Linked DNA regions of Gasterosteus aculeatus: region 2 is linked to region 1. Evidence: chromatin contacts called from public Hi-C data. All regions are on one chromosome and are shown on one strand. The core of a region is the stretch at or near the end of the contact, and the rest is flanking DNA. Distances in the headings are between cores, read along the strand shown. Region 1 holds the start of LOC120816070 (ephrin type-B receptor 1-B). Region 2 has its middle 77 kb from the start of LOC120816499.

Region 1 (7,128 bases), core at 1,639-4,138:
CTCTCTCTCTCTTTCTCTCTGTCTGACCTACTGCCAGCTGAACTTGTATTTTCTACCTTCAAAAGGTTTTGCAACTGGCATTCAATCAGCGTTCAGGTTTTCCGTTGACTTTGGGGTTGTACTTTATACAAACGCGGCACAACGGGCAAATGCAAGTGCTTTTTCCGGCGCAGCCTTTGAAAGAAAACCATTTTGAGCAAACCTAACCAACCCCAGCGCGTCCCCAGCACCCGACCCGCCTTCCGCCGCCTCTCTTGAGCCGTGACCCAGAAAATGTGACTGTGGCTGGGACTCACTCCTGACCCTGTGTTGGGGGAACGTTGGTGTGGAGCACATCTGTATTCAGCCCTCGGCACCGCACTCATATTGTCATTGGCCAGCGCCCAGACTCCTGAAGATGGATGGAGCCACGGCCCAGCCTAATAACCAGTCCAGCCCCCCCCCGGGGTGGGGGGTATACACTGCGCTCCTCTGTCACATAGGTCCCTGCACTGTCTCCATATTGACTTAGGCCTTTCATTTTCATGCATTCATATTCATCGCCAGACAAATCTTTGTCTGCTCCCGTTGTCGGCGGGCGACGCCCCTCTTCTTTCCTGTGTTTCGGTTTCGGCACATGTCACACAGTGTGGTGTACGGTTTCCATGAAATACGCCTCGCCTTGTTGTCCCCAAAGGTTTTCCTTGTGTGCAGTGCTCTCTGTTCTACATGTTTTGTATTTCCTGCCTGACACCACTTTAACCCCCCCCCCCCCCAAAAAAACAGAACAATTGCCAGCAGCCGAACAGGAATCAGGAAGCTGGAGAAACGTAAAGGTCGCGGCACAGTGGTCATGCAGAGGAAGATACCGGTTTGATGTTGGCGGTTCGAAAGGCCTGTAACTTTGGGGTCAACTCACGGAATGGAAAAACGTTTAAATCGAACAGAAGTCATAGGACGACACCGCCTTTTTGTTTGGTCTGAAACATGAGAAGTGGAGGACAGACACCGACAGAACTGTGATGCTGCGCTCGCAGGCTTAAGCACACCAAAATAAATCAGGCCACGGAGAGAATGGGAGGCTTTCTGCAAATGTTTTCGGGGCTCGGTGCTGATTTCGGGGGCCGAGGCTCTTGTAGCTGAAGTAGGCGGGTGCTCGTGTGGCTTTGTGTAGATCATTTTCTGAGCGCTGTGTGGGTGAGCGGCTGCGCGCACGTTTGTGTTATTGTGAGCATTGTGAGGGAGGATGTGCTACAGCGGCAGCGCTATTGTTCCTATATCTCCCTCTCGTGCTCTTCCTTCCTCCCCCACCCGCCCCAGGTTGTGGACGCCAAACAGGGACAGATTGCTGCGTGCTGCAGCGCGAGCATTCCCGTGGAGTCGTAGGTTATGTGACCATCGGCGCGGTGAAAAATAAGGCCAGGTGGCGCTCGTATGCCCGGCACGGCGGCCCTCGCCCGGGGTGGGGGGGGGGCCACGCTGTGCTGTGCCGCGTCTTACTGTCGCGCCACTCCTCACCGACACCATTAAAAATGACAAATGTGCTCATCAACTGCTTTCCCATGTTAGCAACCGCTGCCTGGTGCTCCCAAAAGCACCGTGTCGGCTCCAGTTCACCTGCTGGATTTTGACACAGTTGGAAACAACAATTTATTAAGCGCGAGTCCCTTTTCGATTTATAAGGTGTTTGATTTTTATGTCATTGTAAAAGGTTAGGAGTTCAACCCCCGAAGGAGCAGCAAGAGGAGGGGGGGGGGGTTTACTAAAGTACTAATTGTGCCATTTTTAATATCCACAAACGATGCAATAAGAGTCTTTCATTCTAGAAGCTACATAATAATTGGAACACCAGACTGTTGAACCCATTCATTAAGTACGTGAGAAGGTAAAAAATGTATCTGGGCCAGTGTGCTGAGAAGAGACAGAACTGAAGCATGAGGCCATCCAGTGGCCCCGGGTAAAACCAGGCCTACTCAGGATGTAGATTAACAACCCCATCCCGGTTCTTCAGCTCGGGGGACGTTGGGGGAGACGTATCTAGCCCAAGACAGGTGCGTGCTTCTGGGCCACGGGGCCGGCCCACTTCCACTGCCGAGGCAGACCTCGGGCCTCTGTGTCCCCCCGAGGGAATTGTCCATTGTGTTGACCATCTGTTGAGGCACACGTGCACACGCCAGGGGTGAAAGGGAGGGGGAGGTGTGTGTGGGGGGGCTGATGTGCCTGTTTAATATCATTAGGATGTGCAGTTGGACTCGATAACGCTATTAAAGAACATCCGCAGCGCAAATGAGGTTTGCACTCGTGCGAGCGTAACGGGAGGGAAAGGGGGGGCTGCGGAATGGGCGACTTCAGACATTTGCTAAAATGTAGGATGTTTAAAAGGTGGGGTGTGGGAGTTGGCAAACAGACCTTTTTGTTCCTGAATGTAGAGCAAAATATCATTTTGTCGCATGTCTCGGGTCAGGGGGATGTTCATGTGCAGCACACATTTCCAACAGGGAAAAAGTATCTGAGGTTATGTGGGAGCCACAAGCTGACGGGCCACCGGCCTGGAACGCAGGCGCTTACATCATCCCCCGTGGGACCGGGACCCGGGCCCCCCCCCACCCCGCGCGCGCCCGGTGTGCAGTACGCGGAGTCACCCGAGGGGTGGCGGTATTTCCCTTCGGTGAATCAGACGCCGCTTCAAATAGGTCAAGGAAAAGTTTGGATCTTTTGACAAACGCGAGGTGGGCGGAGCGGCGGGGCCCGCTGATTGGCTGGAGAGTGTCAGCTCCCCGCCGGTGATTGGCCCCCACCGCTCTAATGGGGCCTGCCATGCCTCCCCCCCTCACCATCCCACCCCCACACACCTCCTCCTCTCACCCCCCCCCCCCCTCCCTCTCCATCGCCCCTTCTCTCCCCCCCTTGCTCTGCGCACCCCTCTGCCCCCCCCCCTACCCTCCTCCCCCCACTACACTCCCTTCTTCCTCGGCGCTGATTGTCACACATTGTTTACTACGGCTTGAAATGTGACTCACAACAGCGGGCTATCTGCTGGAGGAGCGCTCTGACAACTGAGGGATTCTTTTTGACGCGCGCCGTGCGCCTTGGTCATTTTGGGGACACGCCGTGGACACTAAACCCCTTTTCCTGCCATGGCAGTGGATTTGTTTGCGCTTTTGTGCGTGCTGGTCACCGCATCCTCCGCGATGGAAGGTAAATGAAAGCCCGGGATTGTGCTTAGATGTGCGGTAGATGTGGGAACGCTCGTCTCCAAGACGCGCCGTGTTCGGAGACGCTCCCGAGGTTTTTTACGCCCCGTCGGGCAGCGGTGCGCTCGCAGCCACGGCAATACAGAGGTTGCGATGCACGTGGGTCGCGGCAGATTGCCGTGATAATCCCCTTATTTCGCCGCGTTAGTGCCCCCCCCCACTCCGCTGCGAGTCACCGGCGTCGCTTGTCCACGTGAAGAACGAGACTTTAAACTGTGTTTACTGGCATTCGGGAGTTTATCGGTGGCTAAAATCAATGTCTCTCATTCGGCTGCCTCGTTCTGCACGCCAGGAGGAGTTTCCTCTATAAACATTGTTGTTTTTTAAGTGGGGAAACCACGGCTGAAATGTAGAAAGCCCGTCATAGCTCAAAGGCTCCTGTCACTGTTCACTGAATTGTATGAAACATTGTTACCAGAAGTCCCCGAGCAGCATTCAGTGTCATTTTAAACTGCTGAGACAAACTCTTCCAGATTTTGGATTCCACTGTTTGGAAGTTTCCCCGTGAACTGGATTTATTGATCCACCGAGCACCTACATTTAATTTGAATTATTTGAATCCTTGTAAATCAACAGCTCTTAAAAAAAAGAAGAAAAAACATCATCAAACACTGAATCTGGCTCATCCCCGTTTTCTCAGAATGTCCTGGTTGTTTCTCCGTCTCCATCCATCTCCATTCCTTTGTCTCACTTTTTGTTTGTGCGTCTCTTCCTTTTCCCCTTTTCTGTCTCACGTGCGCTCCATCCAGACGAGCACTTGTAGGTTAATGTCCCCTCAGTTAAACATGTTTTTCATTTCCGCTGTGGGGTGGGGGGGGGGACAGTGAACACTGTAGCCCCAAACATTGGCTGGTGGATAGATATCCCGGCACCATCTTCACTCATTTCATTGTACGGTAGGTCACACTCTCCAATAACCCCCCTCCCTCCCCCCTGCACGCGGCCCCTCCCTATAAAGCATACATAAGTCAAACAGAAGCACACATACAATGAGTTTTCACATGCAGCTACCTTCTTTAATCATTTACAACTCCACCGCTGCTCGCAGCCTCGGCCGCGCTCTGTAATTCGACAGGCGGCCTTCTTGTTCGTGCTCATCAGATTTCCACACAGCCGTACGGAACGCCGAGCCTCCCTCTGTGAGGACGGACGGTTTGACGCTCAAGTGTTTGCCCTAAGTGAAATGACGACAGGGATGCACACCGGAGGGGGGACGGGTGGAGGACGCGAGGGAGAGACGTGTCCCTGCGAGGAGACGGGGCGTCTGGGCTTACTTCTTTCTATGTAACGGGGACCCGAAAAAGAAACAGATGGGCAGAGAGATGCACCCCCCCTCCCCCCGAGTCACCTCGGTAACGAGGATGAAAGTGATTTCCTTGTTTGGCTCACTAATTAAAAGGTGGTTGTCCCGTGGACTCGTTCAAATCTGCACTGATCTGAACTCCAATCTGTTGCTTTTTTTATGTGTGTGTGTGTGTGTGTGCGTGTGTGTGAGGGTGAGAGAGAGTGGAGCCATTGACCGCATTATCCCCGACTCTCCAGTCACCCTTAATCTGATTAGGAGCCCAAATCGGCCAATAATCACCAAGTGTCACAGATCGGTGTATGCATGTGTGTGTGTGTGTGTGTGTTGTTGCTTTGTAGTAAGGAGAAACCATGACCATGCCGACACATGCTTTAATACCATTAACTGAATTAATTATTTGATGTCCTTACGCATGCTCACACTCACAGTGAACATACGACTGATGAGCTGACAAACCACGGGAGGAACGGAAAGATGTGAGGCAGCTGAGCAGTCCAGAAGCCTGGGTTCCGGGGCGGGGGGGGGGGGGGGGGGGGGGCTTTTACAGGTGCGTGTTTGTGCGATGACGGAATGCAAAGTTGTCCAATTTAATCTCCAGCCCAGCTATCCGGCACATGAAGTCACGATAATCTGCATTGGAGCGATCGGAGGGGGGGGCCGTCCGACCTGAAGCCCCACCGGGCCCTCAGAGGGGGAGAGGCAGGGCCACGATTTGCATCCCATTGGAAAAAGTCAGCATGCGCAGCGCTCGGCTTTGACCCTCAGTTGTCTTCCCTCTGCATCTCTCCAATCATCGTCCCTCTGCCTATATACTTATTTCCACACCTCCCCGTCCCCACTCATTTCTTTTCATTCAACTCTGTCTCCCACGGTTCTCGTCACTGCTCTGTCCATTCCTCCGTTGTCCCCCCCCCCCGTGTGCGGATGGTTCTTGCCAGCGGCAGCAGTAATTCTCCCTTACTTACGGAGCCTTGCTTATTTCTTTTTGCCCTTAAACCAATTAGACCTAGATAAGCCCGCTCATTTAACCGCCTGGAACCGGGTGGTGGAGGGTTAGAGCAACGGAGGATGAAACTGCGATTAGAGGACGGACCTGGGGAGGGAGGCAGATAAAAAAAAAAGTATGAGCCCACGGAGGGAGGTCAGTGAGGTTCAGAAAAGGAGAGGTTTTCTGTTTTACAAATGAGCATCTTGCAGTTTTAACAAGGCCCCCGAAAGTAAGCAATCACCGGGCCGCCTCGGCTGCGCGGCGGCAACATTCAGTGTAAGAGCTCATTAGTAATGTGCTTTAACCAGTCATTTAGGATGTTGTGTTAAGCACCTGTGCTATTCTAAAGTAAAGCCTCCTCCTCAGGGGCCAAGGGGATGAATATTGTAGCTTCCTGAATAAACAATATTAATGATTTCCTTCGAGACAGATAATAGGCAATAAGGTCAGAACCACACGTCGTTGATACACATTAATAAGGAGCGCCAGCGCCAGAGTGGAGTATCGATTGGAAAGGTTAGAGGAGTGTGCGTTGTGGAGCAATGTTGCAGCATCCATCGGCGGTAGAGACTGGGGTAAAGTGTCCTTCGGCAACACACCGACTTGGCTCCAGAGCTGCTGTCTCATAGCTGATCCACTGCCCCCCCCCCCCACCCGACCCCACCCTTCCCCCGTGGGGAGGTCAGAATCAGCCTGCTGGGTTCATGTCTAATCAGTGCAGCGGGAAGCTGGAATTGCACTGACAGTTTCGTGTGGAATGGAGTTGTGGCGCTGAGAAGATAAGACACGGCCGGTCCACCTGTTGGGACAAGTGTTATTGGTCATTGCTTAAACTTTTATAAGTCGGAAAGCACTTTTGGCCGTTTGGAAATTTCACATTGCATTTGAAATATTGAAAAAAAAATCAGGCTTCAATTGATAGATTCCACGGCGCGTTATGTTTTGCATTATTTTCCCAGGCGCAAGTCGTATTGTCACCTAAACACACTGTAAGTGCTCCCCACGGTTCTGTATCGAAGTTGCCTCACAGACTAAAATCTTGTAATAAAAAAAAGAGTGACTTTGAGAGACTGGTGCGCCGTCGAGTTAAGAAATCGTGGCTGCTGTGCGATGTGAATTGTGCGCGCGTGCGTGCGAGCTCACCAGCTGAGCAGAGGAGGCCGTCTGTGAAAAGAGTCCCGTTGAGTCTCTAATGGATGTAGATGTGTGATTGCTCCTTTCCCCCTGCCTGCCTTGTTTCAAATGGTTAGAAAAGAGAACAACAAACATATGGAGGCAACACAGGCCCACCGGGTCGAGGTGCTAGTGCTGAAAAGACTTATAAAAAGGATTATGTGTGTGAGTGGCTACACGAGTGTACAAGTTTGGGCCAAAAGGCACAACCGCTGATCTGGGACAACCTGAAGTAGAATTCCATCGTTGTTATTATTGTGCTTTCGGGTGCCTGTGTCGTCTGGCAGGGACGGCAGAAATGGCCTCATCCCATAATTGAGGCTTTACTTTTTTCCACAGTGTTAAGATGCGCTTACACGGCCCACTCAGCTATGACGACCCCCAGTGAAACCCCCCCCGCCTGCAGCTTGTGTACCCGCGGTGCTGTA
Region 2 (7,128 bases), core at 1,876-4,375, 150 kb after region 1:
GAGGCTGAAGCTGGGATGATGATAACAGTAAAGTTGCCTATTCTAAAACTCCTGCTGGGTAAGTGCCATATTTCCACTAGGAGACGATGAGTGAGCGAACAAAAACATTAGCCAAAGAAATCAACTTATCAGGCAATGTTACAGCAGAACTCAAAACACAATGTACTTGGGAGACATATTATCAATACCGTGACATTACGGACTGGCATTTCAGAGGTTGGTTCCGAGCGTTCCTGCTGTCTGCACCGTGAGACGCACAGCAGGAGCACTTTCTCAGATTGTAGTTTGAGGGATAATAGATAGCTGAGCTAGCGGCTCACAAGTCATTTGTTCTGACCTTTTATTTCAGGAGAAATCAATGTTCTGTTAATATGGCACTAATAAGGAAGCACCTTTCCTTTGTTTGGCCCTTATACAGCAATGATGCTTTTTAGCAGGTTAATGGCTGAACATCCCACCGAGCGACAAACTCCAGTTCTGCCTCATGGAACCAATGCGGAACCATCTTAAACATTGTATTCTCTCTACAGACCCGCATGAGGCGACTCCTGCAGAGGCAAAAAGAGTTGAAATGTAATTAGTCTGGTTATTTAGTCTGTAGTTACCCCATTCTCAATAATAAAAAAAAGAATGATTCCATATACTCTATATCTATCTATACTCTATATCTATATCTATATATCGGGTAATATATAATATTACCCGAGTGGCTGTCAATGTAATTTATAACATCTACCACCCTAAACTGTATTTTTAAATCCGGAAGGCAGTTGTTCATAATAAGTCATATTTTTGGTTCGTCCCTTCAATGTGGAAACAAACACTTAAAAGAAGAAGAGGAACGACAAGCACAGTTCCAACCTCAAGGCAGCATTGCAATTATTTTGCATCCCCAAAATCCATTATAGCTTTACAATAGGTTGATTGTCCCCTGAGAAGCCAAACCAATGATATGTTGACTTTTTAGATTTAGATATATTCTGATTAGAGTCTATATCCAACATCTTGAAGTGTGTAATCTGTGAGGTTGATTAAAAAGTATATTACATTACATACATTACATACACAGATGCATGAGAGATATTTGAGCCAACAAAACCTTTCTGCAAAGATGCTAAAAGATCACAAATGACAGCCTCCCTCATAGAACAGCAACGTTGTAGTATCAGTGCATCCCTCCACGTGTGTATTTATACCCTTCTCACTTACCTCCAATTCCCAATTTATATGTAAATTACTTCTTCTTTAAACAATGCACTATCCTTTGGTGGCAGAGACCCAAAAACGTCTAATAAAAACCCTGAGCTCTCATTGAGAGCAGCCATGTGAGTCATTGCAATTATGTACTTTAACTCTGGCCTCGTGAAAACACCTAATGACACCTACGGGTGTGCTTTTTCTATCATCAGTGGCAGTTTAGGACTGAAAATGTCATGTGTTGTAACAACAAAACCTGGGAAGAAAACCAAGTTGTGAGTGAAATTTGGCAGTTGGCTGATTGGACAATCATGGGCTTAACAGACGAAGATGTTTCATCTTCTACCTACAAATTTTACAAATATTGGTGACAAAGACTAGATCCGACTTTATTTGCCCATCTATCATCCATATATTTACTTAACAGCCTAATTTATTGATAATGTTCATAAAACATTTGTCCCAATTAACGTATTGCCTTTTGGTGGCTTTGTAACATTCCCCTTCTATTAAACACTTTTTAACACATTCATTTCTTACATTTTTCTAAGTTGGAAAACAAAACAGGGCTTGAATGTTCTGTACCCATTTGGTATTTCCCTTACAGTAATGTTAGTATTTGATGGTCGAAAGTCTTCCATCAAACATTTATGTTTCACAACTTACAGAGAACAAGCTTCCTTTTTAAGCAAGAAGTGGGAATGATTTTAATCTTGTTTAAATTGCAATTACGATAAGGCTTAAATTATGAAATTAATTTTAAGATTGGGGGTTTATATCCCTCATTTACATGATTAAATCACCCTGACTAAAGATCCGTCCCAAAAAAACATCTGCATGAGGTTGCACAATTTAAAACCTTATTTGCACACCATTTGAATAATTGCCTGAAGAACAGGGACTGTTATGGTCTACAGTGCATTAAACGATGTTGAGAGGGTCCGCTGCGGCGGTGAGCTAACACAATTTATTCCCCGTGCTTCTGCTGCTTTGCTATGCTGGATTAATTTTCTGCTTTCACTGCTCTGCCTCTATCCATTTGAAAAGAGGTAAGCCACCAACAGAAATGCTGGAAACCAGTGTCGAGCTAAGCTCAGCGTTCTGTCTTCTTACACTGTAAGGGGCCACAACTACACACTGTGTGTGTGTGTGTGTGTGTGTGTGTGTGTGTGTGCGGTGAGCACTTTTCCAATCGCTCCATTGCTCAAATTCAGAAAGGGATTCATGTTTTGGCAGCTGGCCCTCTAGATCAGTCCGGCCACCTCCCGTACACTTCCTTCTACACAAAAAACCTCACCTGCGTGTGCCTCTTCATCAGCACCCATTCATAAGAGCAGACAATGAATTGCGCAGATGGAGAGAGGAACAAATGGAGAATGCCGCCCGAGACATCAGATGGAGAGAGTGGTGCGGCATGGGGGGGGGGAGGGGGATTTGTCAGGGGAACAATTCACAAGTGAAAACGGAAGCGATCGAGAGACCGAGATGCAATATGGACCAAAGAAAGAAAAAAAGAAGGGAAATAAGAGGAAGGCAGAGAAGCCACAGATGAAGTGCATCTCTGAGAAGAGAGGCAATAATATTTTAAAAAAAGGTGAGTGTGTGGGACAGAACCATGGTGAGCGGGTTGAAACCATGTCTGTGCCACCAGTAATGGCGGTTGGGGCGTAGAAACAACTATGTGAGTCTGTGTGTGTGTTGTGAGTTTACCCCCATGAAGTACAGATGTTATGTATATCTTTTAGGATCATCATCATCAGTTTTTCTACTATTTAACTATTCACATGATGATGAATTAATATTTTTCATTATATGTACGCACCATATCTTAGAAAAGTATTTATTTATAAGGATGAAATCAGGAGGAAATATTTAACATGACTGATCACTGGCTGTGCAGTGAAATGATACAATAGCACCCCCTGTGGTTATAGTGGCTCATACAGCTTGATAACTGTACCAAAGTCTTACAAAATGCTGCACAGAGAGTTAAGTGCTGAGAGTTAAGTGGATTACCATTTCTTGCCCCCCACTACTCACTGAGGAAACCAGTACTACATAGTGGTGACTGGCCAATAGAAGGCAATGGGGCATCGCGCTACTTGTTCTAATGTATATTTATGTACATAAATATATTTGATACATTTGCATAAAACCGTTCTGGTATGTTCCCTGAAATTGATTGGATAGCCCCTACCAAGAAAGTTTTCCACCTGCCACCACTGGTGCAACGTTATAATAGACTGAAGGGCTGAGTGAAGAAGGAATAGAAAAAAAAAAAAAAAAAAATTAAAGAAAACTTTTACTCTACATATGAGATCTTGCATTCGGAGTATTATTAAATGTCATTCAAGCGGCTCGGCTTCTCTTCCTGTGCGCTCTTAATACGTTTCCACACAGTTGTCCTACGCAGTGCAGCTGACTGACCAGGACCTCAAGACAGACGTACCCAAACACACACGGAAAGTGTTGTTCTTTATTGCTCGGGATGATTTGAATTATCGCAAATTACAAAAAATTGGAGGCGATTTACAATGCATCAAGCCCAAATCCAGTATTTCCACGCTCTAGTCTTAATGTCTCTTTTATCACCTGAATCAGTCAGTCATCCTCTAAATGAAGATTGAAAAGCTTCTTTATTCTTATATTACGTACTCATTTCTCAGGCATTCAACCTCTAGTTATGAGCCAAATTGTTAATGTGCTCTGCTCATCCAGTCACACAAACTTTTTTGTGAAGGACGTTTCATAAAGCAGTGCATTAGTAGAGCATTATTGTAGAGCATCGGCGCTGTGCCCAGTTACAAGTGCCGGATTGGGCGGAAGCAGTCATTAAATCTAAATGGAGCAACATATGAATGTGTGCATTCATCACTGGGCCACTTTAATAAACCTGACTTTAAATTGCCACCTTAGCATCCTCTTTACAATAAACGTTATTGGTTGAATATCATGTCTAATAGAAAATGGTCAGACAACGAGTGAAGCTGCGTTATTTATGGTTATGTGTATGGTTTGAAACAGCTACATCGCAAATGATCCAAAAACATGCTGCTTTTCAACATGAGACTGTAACGTATATATTAATATTTCTTTCAGTTGGTCAGCTTCCCCTTGCAATCATCCCGCATCAACATTGAAATAGTCTTTGGCCTGAGGCTGAAATAACTGCTGTATGTACAGCCACCACCTGCTCCGACAGAGCAGACAATTGGTACAAGAAAATCCAGTATTAAAGGACAACCAGTGTTCAAGCACATTTTTGTAAAATCATTGTCTGCCACACATTCTGCTGTAACATTTGGGAACTTGGCATGCCAATTTTGAGTATGGCCGGAGTGCAAGACTGAGACTGTCACCATCAGAAAGATGGTGCTGGTACTTTCTTTGAAAACGTATCTACTAATGTGTAACATCAAAGCTGATTTTTAATAGGATTTCCGTCACAGTCCCTCATTATCATGGATGTCAAAAGATCATGTAGTAATCGCAGGTACTCATTTCACACAAAACTCATCACGTGAGGCTTCAAGTAGGCTAATGTTCATTTCGTCAGAGCACTGACTGAACACTACGACACAGAATGGCTACTATTCAAAACAATAACACAGTAGCAGCTAATAAAAAAAGAGGTTAGGCTAAAGCAAAGACAGTAAAAGACACTAGATAGTATATTTCTACGACACGTAGTTTCTATACTGCAAGTGCATTTTTTGCTGTTAAATGTTGCGTAAAAAGTTGAACACAAGTGTGTTTTCTATTCGTATCGTAGATGCCAACAGAATAGGAGAGCAGCGCTCCCGTTGTGCACTCAGTCAAAAACAGTTAACCGCGCGGCTCGTCTGCCCCTCGTGCTTTGATCTTCCCTTGACATTCTCTCAGTCTCAACCCCGTTTTCATCGCTGCACATTAGCTAACAAAAGGGAGCGAAGAGAAGGATAGATATCTGCCTGAGAACGGAGAGATCTCCACCCAGGGACTTCAAAGCAAGGCTTTGAAGTTGTGCAGGAGACAGCAGCACCCGCAGAAGACAGTCTGTCCTACTGCGTCATTATCTCTCGGCTGCTATTCGGTCTACATAGTTATTGGACGAGGTGTGACTCCTCTGTAGTGTTTTCTGCAGATTGATTCGTTTCCTTGTTAGAAACTAAAAGCTTTCAAATGCAGCACCCGTCTCAAAATCTGTCAAAGTCAAGGAACATGCTATGTTTGTTTGTTTTTTTATTCCTCGTCAACGAGCTTATGAAATAAGTTTATGAAAAGGGATATTTAGCCGGTCGGTCGACGAGTGGGTCCACCACTTTTTTTCCAGATAAGACATATCTCATCATTCTTTGGATGGTTTTCAGTGAAAGGACATCCGCGGTCCGGGACAAACCCAGATGGATGACTTTGGCGATCGCCTCACTTTTCCATCCAAGAGCTTCACATTTGTGGTTTTGGTTGTAATTTAATTCCATTTAATTGACTTCGTATTACCAAAATACTTTTAAGCGAATTACATTCTCACTAGTCTGAGCAGGTTTTGTGCACATCTTTGCATCAACATACTGATGAACATGGTTTTATAATACCTGCTAAACATGTTGACGGTGTCATTGGGAGCGAGCGGATGCTGATGGTGGCGGTGGAGTTGAATGAATGAGAACGGCTGTATTGTTAAAACAACAACTTCATTAATAAAGCCTGTTGGTGACTAGTCGGTTTCTTTGGGGCGTTCTGGCTTGCTTGAGTTGTGTTTGGAGCTCGAGTTCAAACAGCTTCGATATCCTTGTAGTTCAGTCTCAGATGTTTCCAGGGATATGCGGCATTATTGTATCAGTTAGTTTTTTTCAAGGTTTATGGTCTAATTATCTGGTCGACACAATTCTGTGTCCCAAATGGGGACAGTGGCAACCAAGGATGTTTTTTAACTCTATCATTGCACATACTTTGGTGACAGGTGTGGTATTTCACTTCATGCCTCCTTTTCAACATGCATTTAAAATGAGTATTTACATAACGACACTGGAGATGACAGTGATGGTGACTACCAAGCAGTTGTTGATGCTCCGCTGTATTATTCACCTGGCCATTTATATGTTTCTTTAATAAGACAGTTGCTCCCTCATCTCCAATATCTGATTTTAATTTATTGTTTTATTTTGCATAATGTGCATTTCGTGGATCTGTTTCATACTGTAGAGCCGTTTTGTTTTCCTCACACCAAACAGAAAAATATCTCATAGAACCTGTGGGCCACACAAAAACAGATCCAGCACCCAGGTACCACAGGGCTTTGACTAACCTCTGCTGTTGCTCTGCGAATGTTTAAAGGTTCTCTTTGAAGTAAAGCTGGAAAATAGCTGAGGTGTCTCCATAAACTAAACCCGGAGGACTACTTTCTTTGTATCTCGTTCCACCTCTTTCTCCCTCCTCCTTCCTTTCTCTCTCTGTCGAAGCTATAGGGCAGATATTGATTACCACGGTGAGTGTTTCAATACCTAGGAATCATATTCATCTCACCTTCTTCTCCCCGAGTTCCACATGTGCCGGTTTTATCATCAGTATCACCCAAGGCAATACGTCTAATGCAGAGAGGTTTTACTTCTTCATAAAAAGGGAGCTCTAGTAGAGGTTTATTCTTAAAAAACAACCATTCTGAAGTAAAATACTATCATCATCACAGCCGAAAACCTCAATGAGTTTTTTTTTACAACCTTTAAATAAAAAGGTAATTCATTTGGAGAATGATTGTTGAGTCTGCAGAGCAAGAGGCAGCGCTGCAAAAGGCTCACAAAGACACAAATAACCTGATGATACAGCGTACCCCCATATCAATAACAGTATACACATCACATACATGTCAAAATCAGATTATTCATTAGTCCCAACATCTGCTCAATCTATCCAATAAAGGAAAGAATGTAGGAAAGATGTTCTTGGAATGAA

What was found. Hi-C and Micro-C count contacts between places; a contact is called where the count stands out from the background.
Region 2: a Hi-C map of skeletal muscle shows a contact between it and region 1, with 2.9 times the contacts expected there. The contact joins the enhancer-like site here to the promoter of LOC120816070 in region 1. A contact is called at or near these places in 2 of 6 Hi-C or Micro-C datasets (liver and skeletal muscle).

What each region holds. Positions count from the first base shown.
Region 1 is chr3:2,563,660-2,570,787 of fGasAcu3.hap1.1, forward strand. It overlaps LOC120816070 (ephrin type-B receptor 1-B), which reads left to right and starts at 2,889. Exons shown (of 17, transcript XR_013467058.1): 1 at 2,889-3,177.
Region 2 is chr3:2,712,731-2,719,858 of fGasAcu3.hap1.1, forward strand. No RefSeq gene overlaps it. Among protein-coding and RNA genes, the nearest start is that of LOC120816499, 77 kb to the right of the region's middle. Within about 2 kb of position 3,126, at least 1 of the 9 cell types and tissues checked has open chromatin away from gene starts, as enhancers often do.